Regions from separate parts of the Mus musculus genome. Here region 1 is linked to region 2. A link is a contact called in public Hi-C data. All regions are on one chromosome and are shown on one strand. The core of a region is the stretch at or near the end of the contact, and the rest is flanking DNA. Distances in the headings are between cores, read along the strand shown.

Evidence for each region. A called contact is a pair of places that touch in the nucleus more often than the background predicts.
Region 1: a Hi-C map of uterus shows a contact between it and region 2, with 2.2 times the contacts expected there. The contact joins the promoter of Lrrc66 here to the enhancer-like site in region 2. A contact is called at or near these places in 4 of 39 promoter capture datasets (3T3-L1-derived adipocytes, HPC-7-derived erythroid cells, embryonic stem cells and 1 more), 15 of 484 Hi-C or Micro-C datasets (the C2C12 cell line, the G1E-ER4 cell line, cerebral cortex and 8 more), 6 of 115 datasets of contacts at active chromatin or transcription factors (bone marrow-derived macrophages, embryonic stem cells, heart atrium and 3 more) and 4 of 9 other capture datasets (adipose tissue, embryonic stem cells, liver and 1 more).

What each region holds. Positions count from the first base shown.
Region 1 is chr5:73,629,802-73,636,402 of GRCm38.p6, forward strand. Lrrc66 (leucine rich repeat containing 66) reads right to left here and starts at 2,620. Exons shown (of 5, transcript NM_153568.1): 1 at 2,590-2,620; 2 at 1-209. The coding sequence starts at 204. Sgcb (sarcoglycan, beta (dystrophin-associated glycoprotein)) reads right to left here. Exons shown (of 6, transcript NM_011890.5): 6 at 2,948-5,897. The coding sequence ends at 5,694.
Region 2 is chr5:73,561,861-73,568,814 of GRCm38.p6, forward strand. No RefSeq gene overlaps it. Among named protein-coding and RNA genes, the nearest start is that of Lrrc66, 67 kb to the right of the region's middle. Within about 2 kb of position 4,506, at least 33 of the 459 cell types and tissues checked have an H3K27ac peak or open chromatin away from gene starts, as enhancers often do. A contact at or near this core is called in intestinal crypt epithelium, trophoblast stem cells and uterus, where this site is marked.

The DNA.
Region 1 (6,601 bases), core at 1,370-3,869, 66 kb after region 2:
AACTCTAAAGAAGTAGAAACTTCTATCCATGGCGTCTGTGTTCTGTGACACGTGTCTTATAGAAGACCAGTTTACCAGAAGGTCCCCATTCCTCTGGTACTCGGGATTGAAGGAAACGCTGCTTTTTCTTGATGGGGTTGTCACTGTTTCCACAAAGCAAAGACCTGTAACTAGGATAGTAACTCTGACGTAGAAGTCTCTCATAATGCCTGGAAAAAGATAAGCAAATCAGGCCGTTCAAAATAACGTGTAAAAGGAAACAGCAAATCAAAAGCAGGAAATTGACTCTCTAATTGAAGATTTAGAAAACATGCTTAATTATCAACCGAAGTGAACATTTGAGTTCTTAGAAACTGGGTTCTGAAAAGAAACTACTGGAAAGGTGTAACTGTAGACTAAGATGACACGGTGCACGCTTAATGGAAAGACCTCCCTCTGTCTTCATGAAATCCACATTGACCAAAGCCTTACCTCCTCTGCCTTCCCAGTATCCTCCAGCCTGTGGTCTGCTCTCTAGTGAGTCCAACTTCCTCCTGCCAAAGCCTCAGCTCTGTGTCACCAGCATTGGGCAAAGTCTGCTATGCTTATCTAGAACAACCGTCATGTGGTTTATACCATGAATGACGGCAGCCTCACTAAAGCAGGAACCTCACAAATGAACAGAAAGTGCGATCACAGGCCAGGCACTGGAGTCTGTCCTCACTAGAGCCACAAACTTTATGTTTATGGCTTTTGCTACTTTTCACACAATTTTAAACCCTTTTAAAATGTACACAAGGTAAATAAAAATGGTCATGAAAAGGGCGTTCTGCACCCAAGCCATGAGATGTCATACAATATAGAAATAAATGGTGAGTCTTTACTCCCCCACCCCCACCCCACTCTTGGGAAGCAACTGTAGGTTTTGAAAGCAGTGTGCCCACGCTACAAAGGCAGTATGCATGCAAGAAAGCACCTGCAAGAGGTGGGGGAAATGGATTTGTGAGATTTGCTCTGCGCTAAACCCTGCAAAGACAAAACCAGAATACAAACAATTTTTCTCAGCCACAAATCACCCATTCCTGCCTGGTCTCACTGTCACGTCTGAAATACTAGAATAGCTCTGCTGAGCTTCCTGCCCTCCTGCCCACTCTCCTCTGCATCATAGGTAATTCCAGGGATCATTCTACCCCCAATATTATTTTCCATATGCATTTTTTTCTCCTTCGAAAATTTTAAGTGTTTCTTTAATTGCCTATAGTCCAAATTCCCAAGGTAGGCATTCAGAACTTTCTATACCACAGCTACCTTGATGAGGCCCTTGCAGGGCAACGGCAAGCCGTGGCCTGGGCTAGGGATGCATGTGTCTACCTCACAGTAAAATGAGTTTTGCGTCTGCCTCTAACCCACGGTCAATGCCACTCCCCTCTACGGTCTGAAGAGTGCACATCCGTCAAGTCTCATCTCAATTTGTAGGGTCTGAGCCTGCCTTTCTCACAGTAGCCAATGCTTTCTTCGCCTTTGCTTTCCCGATATTTTCAGTAACTACTGAGTGAATGCATTCAATTCCACTCAGCTTGACAGAATGTCAATGCCATCACACATTGTTAGCACAAAAGGGAAAGGAGAGCAAGTAGCCCCCCCCCCACCCCCCCCCCCGTGTGCCTCCTAGAGTTAAGGCTCTGGAGCCTGTCACTGGCTATGCTTTCTGCATGAATGAATGCACAGAATGAAGGACATTCTCACTGCAACTTCTAAACTTTTGTTTCATGCAAGGTCAACTCTCCCATCTCTCAGAGGGCATCTAAATTTAGGTACATAAACTGCAAAGGTGCCCTACCTACGGCAAGGAGTAAATTATAGTATGCCCCTTACGCAATACCAAAAGCTGAATTCATTTTCTTGGTCAGAGAGAGATTTATTTTGATGCCAACGCTGCAATCATTGTGCATACAACTGGACGTCAAGCTAATGTAATAGTAGCAAAAAAATTACAGCGATCATACTTATGCACATTCTTTCAACTCTGAAGAAAAAAATGGGGTTCAAACATACATTTTTAAAATGGAATATAAATGAAAGGTTTTTATAGTCTGGCCTTTTTCGAGGTGAAGAGATTGATACGTGAATAGATTTGCACTAAAAACAGGCAGATTAGTATAATTTTATGTCTGAGATGAAAAGAAGCATTATATTACATACAAATGTCTATGTGAGGTAAAAACCAAAAAACCAAAAACCAAAAACAAAAAACAAACAAAACAAAACAAAACCCAGAAAACAAACAAACAAAACAAAAACCCAAAAGCCCAAACCACCCACCACCACCACCACCACCACCAAACCCCACAAACGGGAGAACTCCAGAGGAAAGTACAGGTAATTAAGTAGAAATTGACTTTTGAGACTCGTTTGGGTTGAAGTGTGAGGAAGTAGAAATAACTGGAGAACGTGTAGTCGGAGTGAGACCGAGAAGGTAACAGGAAAAACGGAAGTAGAGAAAAGATGAATTCTTCTCTAAGAAATTGGAAAAAGAAAGGGGAAACAGTGGATAGAAGCCCTTCCGGAAATGAGGCCCAGGAAGGGCAGGACGCTGCTCCGGGGGCCTACCTGAGGGTCCTTAGGTAGTTTCTAACTGGTCTGTCTCCAGCTGATCCAGCCAGGGGAGGATTTTAAATCTGTGCCCTTGAGACTCCGCCCACCTTACCCAGCTCTGCAGCCAGCCCAACCCTTTCATCTCTGGGCTCCTCCCTTACTGAGTCCACACCCTTTCCTCGGCCACTCGGAGAGAAGCCTTCTTCTAAGGCCCAGAAGGTGAGAATCTAAACTGAGATTGGGCGGCTCTCTACCTCTGCCTGCAGAGAGGTCGCATAAGCAGGTCTTGATGCTCCAGTCTCCAGCCATATTTAGAATCTGTGTGTTTGTGCTAATGTAGATGCTCATTAATAAAGTCACGAAGAAACTGACCGCCAAGTTCACAGAGCTTTATTGTAAACAGAGGTCATCAATCTGAAATACATAGGTATATTTTTGTGTGGCATAACTTGTAAACTTTGCCCCTCTTGATGTCGTTCAAAAGATTACCATGAGCAGCACTTTAGTGGTCTCCTCTTCATCAAGTTAAAAACAAGTTTTTAACTCCTTTAAAAAAGCAAAAAACAAACAAACAAGAAAACACAAACCACTCATCAAAAACAGGTAGAAATTCTACCTTTCATCACCAAAACTATCACACAAAGTTTATTTTGCTTCTGTCACAGTGCAAGAAGATTGCCACCGAAGAATATTTTAAAAGGTTGCCGAGTCGGCAGGTAGCTCCTGCTTTGTGTTGTGTATCCCCCACCCCCCAACCTCTCACTGGACAGTCTGGAAGGGGTCTTCTTTTTATTTCTATCTCTTTGCATTGATATTCACCTCTCGAATACTGTCTGTTAAATGTGTGTTTGCTTTCCTCCCTGGGTCCTTCCTGCACCTACCTTCCCCAGCGCTGCAGTAAGTCCTCTCAGTGTGCTATGTTCAAAACCGAAGAAATGAACACATGAGAAGGCATACGCCCCCTGGTGGCCAGATTTAACAGTGCCGCTTCACTGTGCACCAAGCTCCGCTTCTCTGCTTTCAGGTCAGTGTGTCAGAGGGTCTACCCAAAATGCAGTCTAAAATAGCATACCTAGTAACCACGCGCTTTACAGAGCAGCAGGATATGCTCAAACTTCAAAGTGCTCAATGGAGATGTATCAAAACACAAGTGTTTCCCACAGACGTAAAAATACACTTTTTTCTCATGAATTGTATTCAGTAAATAATACTTTGTAATATAGGGTTCTGTGGATTTAGTAAAAATATTTATTTAAAGAAATTCTCAAAACAAATTTAAATAGAACATGAAACAAATGTACAATTTAAAAATACACTGAGCATGGACATGAGAATTCCAAGCGTGATTTTTCTGAGCATTATTTAGTTATTAAACAATACTTGAATATATCCAGAGGTATAAATTGCTCTCTTTCTTTACATCTAAAATCTGCACTTAGTGTCTGGTCTCCAGTCAACTCTCACCTTAGCCTGAGTTCACAGTCTATAAGGTATTTCATTTTTTCATTTGACAGAATTGTGACAACAGTGAACACGAATTGTTTTATGTGCTCATTTTTTACCCACACAGTTCTAAGTGACCATGACAGAGTACCAACATCCTTCTCTGTAGCTAGGCCCATGGTGCCTCCCTACTGTCTGCTTTGGAGCTATGCATTATTCTTCATCCCCAATCCCATGTTTCTTAGTAATACCAAGAAATTCCTTTTAAATCAAGTATAAACTGTACTAAGAATCAACTGGCTTGAGGGCTGTAATTAATTAAAATGAGACTGAGGTGAGGAGCAGAGATCAAGGTTTTATACCTAGCTAAAATGACCTGCGTCATCTTTCCAGTTAGCACCCTTTATTCTCGTGTATATTAATTTCTAGGCACACACAGAATTCTTCTAAAGGGTGATGCTGGTATGGGACACAGGAGGAACAACCTCTGGACAGCAGGACCTACTGAGGCCTAGCTTCCCCCCTTTCCACTGAGCTTCCCCAGGGTTTAGGGAAAAGTATGCCAGCTTCTCTATAACTCATTCAGGTACTCCCACATGACAAGCAGACCAAGCTGGTCTGTCTATTGAATGACATCTTAGAACTGGCTCAAGAGAGTTTAAAGTCTGACAGTGATTGGTCATGTTTTTCTAGCATTGGCATTTTAACTAGAGTAGCACACATGCTTGTTTTTTTACCTGTTAGGTGAATTAGGATTAGGTTTTTCCCATTCTTTGAGAGTTTTAAATAGTTGAAAATTCAGTGTAGATAGTAAAAAAGGCAGAAACACATTTGGAATCAGGTTTACCTGGGTTGGAATTGTACTTGACTCCCAACCCTGTATAGTATGGGGCAGCATCCTGAACCTCGCTGACCTTCAGTTTCCTGATGGGTAAAGCTGGGATCGAAGCCCTTGCTTAGAGAGGTGCAGTGGGAGTCAGAGAGATCAAGTGTATCGCACCCAGGACAGTGCTCAGCAAGAAGAGGCCTGATGATGATGGCTTCTGTTGCTCACGAGAGTGAGAACTGTGATTGCGTTTAACGTCCACACACCGTAAATACATGTATCATTATTTCAAGTAAACATACCATGACAGTATTTTCTTTAGTGCAAAACTAAGGAAACATAGTTTCTTACAAGCTTATATATGGAAAGCTCCTTAATGACTTGTTTGTGAAAATGTAGCTTTGGGTTAATGCATTAAAAATCTGTGCCTTCCCTTTTAAAAACCAAAGACAGAGCACAGTGTCCCTGTCTCTCCAAACATCTCTAGTGGATCTCTCCCTTAGAATGACCAAGGCTTACTGATGGAGTGTCTCAACCACTTCAGCCCTTTGTCCTCTAGGACAAGATATAGTAGAATGTTAAAAACACTTCAAAGATTAATTTTATTTTATTAATTTCTCATCATTGTTTTAGAGAACTGTTGAGTATCAGTGCAACTTACTAAAATGTATTAGAATGTAGGCACTCAAGATCCCTTAAATATGGAGAGTACATAATAGACACAGTGGTGCTCCCCAGGTAAAATAATTACAAGTTATGGCAAACGCTGTACAAACATGGTTCACATGCATTCTTAAAAAGGGGAAGGTCAAGTCAGATCTGAGCGCGCTGAGCCCTGCGGATGCACCGTCTAATGAGTGTTCCCACAAGGGTTGTCTGAGACCTGGCAGCCCATGTTGTGACCTGTTACTTGTACTTTGAAGAGTGTGCCATCTGCACACATGCAGAGCTTGTAGCGCACCCAGTCACCACTCCCTGACTGGTCCCCGCTGGAGGAACTGGGCAGGCGCGTAGGGCTGACCATCACCGTGCCGTTGAGGATGATGCTGTTTTCCTATGGGAACACAGTAACATGGTTCAGTCACATCCACCAGCGGGCACGAAAGAGAGACACTAAACTAGACAGGACTTAGGAACTAGCAGGAGGAGGAGTTGGCAGTCAGAGAGTAAAGCCATGATCAAACCAACTGTGGCACAGCAAAGTCACAATACACACAAGGATTCAAAGGCGACCCCTCGCCCAGTCAGCCCATATTGTACATCCACAAACCTACAACTCAGCACGCCAGCACGAGTCAAGATCACAGCCTGTGCACAGTGACAAAGTCTTGGGTAAGTTTCACTTTTTGACTCCAGAGAATTTTTACTTATTGACTGATGTTGATATTGATTGGGGGAGAAGAGTATTTTTCTCTTATAGGAAATTAAATTTAGTTAGTAGAAATTCAATTAAATATTAAAACTATGTAGTTTATCAGACTAGGCCTTCAAAAAAAACTGAGGGTTTCTTATTTAAACTCATAGCTACAGAATCATTCTCATCTGTACACTCTTAAGACCGTGTGTGTGTGTGTGTGTGTGTGTGTGTGCGCGCGCGCGCGCGCGCTCTCAAGCATTTGTGTGAGCATGTGCACACATGGAGCTCAGAGGTTGAACATGTATGCCTTTGTCAGTGGCTATCATACTCCTTATTGCAAGGTCTGTCTCTGTCTCTGTCTCTGTCTCTGTCTCTGTCTCTGTCTCTCTCACTGGATCTGG
Region 2 (6,954 bases), core at 3,256-5,755:
ACACACGTTCTCCAGCAAGGCCACACCTGCTCATGATGCCAATCCCTGGGCCAAGGATATTCCAACCACCACACCAGGAAGTGATAGTTTCTGGAGTCTCGTAAGCTTTGGGGAGAGAGAAAATGGCAAGATGACTAAGAAGTCCAAATACATACTCTCCAAATTGGTGACTGGCATTTGGCCCAAAAGCTAAGGGCCAAACCAAGAAAGTATTTTTCCAGATAACCAGGAAAGAAGATGGCAAGTAAACATACTTGTACTTAAATATTGTAATTATTTAACTGCAAGTTAATGGGAAGGATCAGGGGTGGTCCTGGCTTCCTATAGAGTATGAGCCCAGGGTGTGTCCTGCAGCCTCCATATGGAGGAGTAGAGTCTTGAACAGTGTTCATCCACATGAAGAGTCATTGATACGCATACATTTTCCAGCAGTGTAATTGGACCAAGATAAATGGGAAATAAGTCACCAAGGCCTAGTCAGACCACCTGAGGTGCATTGCAGACATATAGAGAAGTAAGTTACAAGACAGCGACTCTCAGGAAACTTTTATACCCTTTGAAATAATGAGATAACAAAGGGATCTTGGAGTGAGACATGGGGAAAAATTGGGACTGAAGACAGAGCTTAGTGGTAGGGAACTTGCCTAACATGCACAAGGCCTTGGTTACAGCACCACACATGAGCTTCATTTTAGAGCAGTGGTTCTCAACCTGTGGGTCGTGAACCCTTTAGTAAACCTCTACCTCCCAAACTATTTACAGTATGATTCATAACTAAAATTACAGTTATGAAATAGCAAAAATATTATTTTATGGTTGGGGGGATCACCACAACATAAGGAACTGTATTAAAAGGTCAAAGCCTTGGGAAAGTTGAGAACCACTGCTCTGGAGTTTTCAAAACTGAGCATGGTGGTATGTGTGCGTCTCAGCACCTGAGAGGCTGAGGCAGGTTTGCCATGAGTTTTAGACCACTCTGGGCTACAGTTTGAGAACCTGACCATGAATGTTAAAAAACAAATACAGAAACAAACAAACAAAAAACCAAAAAGCAGTTCTAGGAGGTTTGATGTGTTCTAGCCTCCTCAGGCCCCAGGCCAAGCATGCATGTCATGCACAAACACTGACAGAAAATAGTATGTTAATAAAATACTTTTGAAAAAAGATGACTATTGGGTCAAACCCAGGGCTACTGAAATGAGGAAACTTGGCACTGTGCATGATCTGTTTGTGCCTAACAATGGCAAGGTGCACTTTTTTAGAGATGGGGTAGTGTGTGTGTGTGTATGTGTGTGTGTGTGTGTTTGTGTGTGTGTGTATGTGTGTGTGTGTGTGTGTGTGTGTATTCATACTGAACTACTCTTAACTGGAGTTACAGGTGGGTGTGTGCTGGGAATTCCAGTGTGAAATCTGAGGCCTCTGCAAGAGCAACCAGTGCTCTCAACCACTGAGCCACCTCTCCAGCCGTTTTTTGTTTTTTGGTTTGTTTCTTTCTGTGTTTGTTTTGAGCTTTTTCTGTCAGGTTCTCAAACTGTAGCCCAGAGTGGCCTAAAACTCATGGCAAACCTGCCTCAGCCTCTCGAGGGCTGAGAAGCACACATACCACCATGCTCAGTCTTGAAAACTCCAAATTGTTATGTGAAGAGTAACTTCTACATAGACGATCCCAGAAAAGTGTTTCTGGTTCCACCAGAGGTCACTTGTCTTTGTAGTTCTCTCAGCTGGCAAAACCACAGATGACTCCTGTGACTCCTCGGGCTTTCTGGCCCCATCCTAAGCTTGTGAGGCAGAGGACCACCCAACATAGGCCCACATATTACTTTTGGCAGAAGAGTTTAATTTTTCCCTGGTTTGAATCCATCTCTGGCATGTCATCAATTACTTGAAGAGAAAAGAAGTGCATTTGTAGAAGTCATGCTCTGCGGGTCTCAGAGAGAGTAAGAAGCTAAGAAACAGGGACAAAATAATAGGAACATTGTAAAGAGTGAGTAAAAGTGACGTCCCATCTCCCAAAGAAACGTTCACACTCAAAAGACATTCCTTTGAAGGCACTGTAGGGTGAGTCTGGGCTGTATGAAAGTCAGCTCAACAGGCCCTGGGTGTTTCTCCCTTAACAGTGACATTTTGGGATTGTCCTAGTTTGAAGTTCTAAAGTTACAAACTTGTGTTCTCCAGAAATGAGAACAAATAGGAGGAGAAAGCTGTAGTTGTCCCCATTACCAGTGTGAACTGCATCCCAGAAGAGTGGGCCTGGCTTCCCAGGCCACACTGCAGTCTTCTTTCTCTCAGCTTAGTGATTCATTTGTGTTCCTTGGCCTGTGGTGGTTCTTTTGTGTCACATCCTGAGAGAGAAGGTTGGGTGAGGCTGTAATCTTTTGACAGTCTGAAAGCCTGGCATCACGCCTCTTGGCAGCTCATTCTTGTGTCTCAGTGCGCATGAACCCTTCTACATCGCCTCTTCCACCTCAACGCTGATTTTCAGATTCTCAGTGTCGCCATCAGACTTCGATCATGCTTTAGGCAGATGCTCCATGTGAAATTAGTAAGAGGGTGTAGAAGGGACCAGAAAGTCAAAAGTCAACGGATTGAAGAATGAGGGGGCCGAGAATAGATCAAGGACAAAAGAGTTATTTGGGCTTATAGTTCCAGAGGATTAAGAGTCTATCGTGCTGGAGAGTTGTCGCTAGAGGCAGGCATGGTGACCAAAGCAAGAAGCTGAAAGGCCATACCCCTAATTACAAAGATAAAATGGAGAACTAGGTAAGAGTAAGTAATCTCAAAGCTCACCCCACAGTGATGTACTTCCTCAAGCAACATTGCACCATCTAAAATCTCCCCAAGCAGCACCGTCAACTGCGAATCAAGTGTTCAAATATCTGAGACTACAGGGGACATTTCTTACTCAAACCACCGCAGTGGACATGAGCCCCAGGCCCACAGTAGACTGGAAAGATACTGGCTTGGCTCAGCTGAAACATCCTGCAGTGTAGGTAGAGGGCTAGATGGAGAAGGCGTAGGGTCTCTTCAGAGGTCATATGTGTACTCGTGGATCTAGCTTTGCTAGCTAACCAGTGTGAAACCTGGGTCTCTACAAACTGGGAGTTCACAGGTGTCATTGAGTCTAGTCCATGGCTTACTGACGTGACAGTTATAGAAGAGAATGCATTCAGCCAGACAAGGCTCTTCATACTTGTCTCATTGATACCCTGGGACATTTTAGGCACCATATAGAGAAAGTGAAGTGAAGAGGGTGATATATTTAGTAAATAGGTTGGAATTTCAACTTTCAGTATGAGGGACATTAGAAGGTATCTGGGTCATGAAAGGATTAGTAAATTTATTTAAAAATAAAAGTGCTCAAATAGTATCATTTCTGCCATTGAATAAATCAAGGAAAGTTAGCAGTGTGCAGTCTGGAGAAGGTTGGCTCTGATTGTGCCAATACTCTGGCCTTGGACTTGCTGTCTACAGAGCTCTGAGAAGTGCATTTCTATTGCTTATAAGACTCCTGGTCTATGGTACTTTGTTATGGATGCCATAATTGATGAGATTGGCACATAGACTCTCAGTGTGGCAGTGGGAGGACATACTGGGACAATGACAGCCCTCGTGTCTGTGACTGGCCGCGTGGAAGCCTGACATTTGTAACCGCCTTTTACTGTTACCCACGCTGCATTTCCTTTGCCCTCCACAAGCGTGTCAGCTGGTCACAGTTATTTACCAGGACGAGGGGGCCAGGAGTCTTTCCTAGATGGAGCCATCAAAGTTTCCTTTGTTCTTCCTCCTTTTTAAAATGTTTTCTTTTATTTTTACTTTGTTTTAAGATAGGGTCGCATGTACGCTACATTGGCCTCAAACTCACTATGAGGCAGAAGTTGACTTTGAACTTGTGATCCTTCTGCCTCCAAGCACTGGGATTATAAGTGGGCTCTGTCATGGCCAATTTATATTGTTCTGGGGACTGAACTCAGGGCTTTGTGCATACTAGGCATGTACTCTTCCAGGTGAGTTACAGCCTCGGATCCTTTCTCATGAGACATAATGCCTACAGGATCTCCTGTCTTCTGGGCGTATTTTCCTTATATGTGGAGTTTGTCTTTGTGTACTTACAGAATGCCTCCCTCGCCAACAATGCCATGTGCACAGCATTGCTTGCCATCAAGAAACCCACCTCAGAGAAAAATAAATAAATGCAGCCATGAGCCATGCCCATTGGGTTGGCTGAATGTGTTCCCACCATTGAGAAATGAGCACGGTTTCTCCTTAGGATTGGTGTCCCTAAACCACCTAGAATCCCCTTTTGTCAATTCACAGGTATGGCAGTTCCGAAATGGCCAGCAGCAATCTTAACTTCCAGCTCAATGCAGCTATTGTTCTACCCTCTGGTGGAAACATTTTCCTTTTGGCACCAAGATGTCTTGGCCGGCAGAGCAAAGGCCGTGTGGACTGAGGAAGCAAATTTTGTAAGTGAGTCAACAACAGGTGTTAATGAATGGAGCCACTCCCGTTCCCACCCCTTGACTGCTGGACCCAAGAATCCTGGCACAACCAATTCAGGGCATGTACAGCCTTGTGGAGAACCTTGTCCCAGCTCCACAAAGTATTGCTACCTCGTGAGCTTTCAAAGGGCCACTCTACAGTTCTATTAGGCCAGCTACTTTAGGATGGTGGGAACATAGACTGTAAATCCCATGAGCATGGCGCATGGCTGTACTTGGTTTGCTGTGGAGTGAGTTTCTTGATTGTAAGCAGTGCTGGGTGGTATGCCACTGCTGGGGAGGCTTTCGATAAGTTCACCAATAGGAGTTTGGCAGAATCTGCTGCATGTAAGGAAGGCAACTCCATATCCAGAGTCAGATGTCTAATCTGATAGAACAAAACGCTGGCTGTCCTTCCCACGATGGAAGCTGTCCAGTGCAGTCCAGCTGCTGTGAGATCGCTCACTCATCATCCCAGAAGAATGGTTCTTACTCTGCTTCGGCGTTAGTCTTTGAGGCTGGCACACTGACTGCCCCGCTCACCCCCAGCAATGATCTTAACCAGACCAACCTTGGTTGCTAAGCCTGTGTATAATTGCCACTTCGGCTACCTCAGTCATTTGTTTATGAACCAACTGGACAATGACAGGACTGTCTAGCAATAAAGGCTGGCTGGTATCCACAGGGAAGGTCAGCTATCGCCTGATTAGTTAAGACTTCCTCTGTTGGGAACACCTTTGGTGAGTATTCATACAGGATGCACAGGGGCTGGGGCTGGGTTTGTTTGCTCATCCTTTTCTTAGTCTCCAATTTTACAGTCTTGTTTGTCCCAAGTCTCTGATCATCGAGCCAAGGTATTAGTCACAGTTCATGTAATGATACGTCTGGCAGTCCTCTGTTTTGAAGAGCTGGGAGGATGTCCCTTTACCACAGTTCTTCAGAGATGTCCCAGGAAGGGCCATGAGGCTGAAGTTACCTTCACTGAGGTGGTCCCTACATATCACAAGGAGCCATTTATAACGAATACCTAAATCTCTGTTCCATTGTCAGTAGGTAGTGAGGGAATTAATCCCTGCCCCAGGTCCCAGGGACAGCTGAGAGAAAGAAGCATAGCAGGATAGAGACCCAGGGACGTATGGACCATTTTTTATATAATTTACGGATACCTTCCAGGCCTGCTCAGGCCTGGTCTTAGACACTCCACTTCTGCTTGGTGATGACATACTGAGGCGCTTGCTTAACTTTACGGTCTGGAGGATCAGCCCACACCCAGCTCACGGTGGGCAGTTCAGGTCTCATAGTGATGTAGTGCCCGTAGTTAAGTACTCAGTGTTTACTCAGGCCCAATAACTGCTCAAGACAAAAGGTGGGTCCTCCCACCTCAAAAGATCCAGAAGAAGTGGGTCATCCTCCTTCAGATAACTCAATCAAGAAAGATCCTTCACAGGGCTACCCAGCTGCCTGAGTTTTTGGTTAATTCTGGGTGTAGTTAAGTTGGCAGCTGAGAATAGCCATCACACTGGATCCTGAACAGTGCCAGACACAGAATAGCTTACACAGTGTCCTGGACATGACAAACACTACAGACAACATCTTCTTGTATTCTGGACCCTGCCCACTCAAAATTAATAGTCACCTGGCAAGCCAACAAGAGTAATAGAGCCAAGGAAGAGCATATTCCTTCAGCAATCCAAGGTGAGTCACGAAGAGACCCATGCAGGAGGGACCAGATGGAGCGACTTATCTTCAGCCTCAGAGGGACATCTCAACAAGGCCCATACCCTAGATCCCTTGAATTTTTCTGTGTGGGAGAAAGCTCCCTCCAAGTTGGTTGGGGTTTTTGTCTACCTCTGACATGCAAGTGTATTACCAACAGTATTGTTACAACTCTCTCTCTGTCTGTCTCTGTCTGTCTCCATCTGTCTCTCTCTGTCTGTCTTTGTCTCTTTCTCTGTCTCTCTGTTTCTCTGCCTGTCTCTCTGTCTATGTGTGTGTGTGTGTGTGCATGTGTGTGTATGTGAGTGGTATATCCACATATGGGTTTGCAAGTGCCATCCTTTGTTGCTTCACACCTTATGTGTTTTCTCTTTGACCCTGAAGCTCATCACTTTGGCTAAAATCGCTGGCCAGAAAGTTCCCAGGATCCACATGTCTCTGCCTTCCCCAATCACTAGGTTTACAGGCACATGCAGCCCTGCCCAGCTTTTTACGTGGATGCTAAGGATTTGAACTCAGGTCATGCTTTTACAGAAAACACTGTTGTCCACAGAACCATTTCTCCAGCTTCTCATTAAAATATCTGTCTTTCTGTCTTCCTGCATGATGCCATCCATGTAGTAGATCAATGTGATCTTATGGGAAAGAAAGGTAGTCGAGTTCCCATTAGCTATTTTATGACACGGGGCTGGGGTTGGGTAGTAAAGTGTTGCTGGCCTTCCCAGGTCAAGTACACAGCTTTCTTGTGTATCTATTTGTC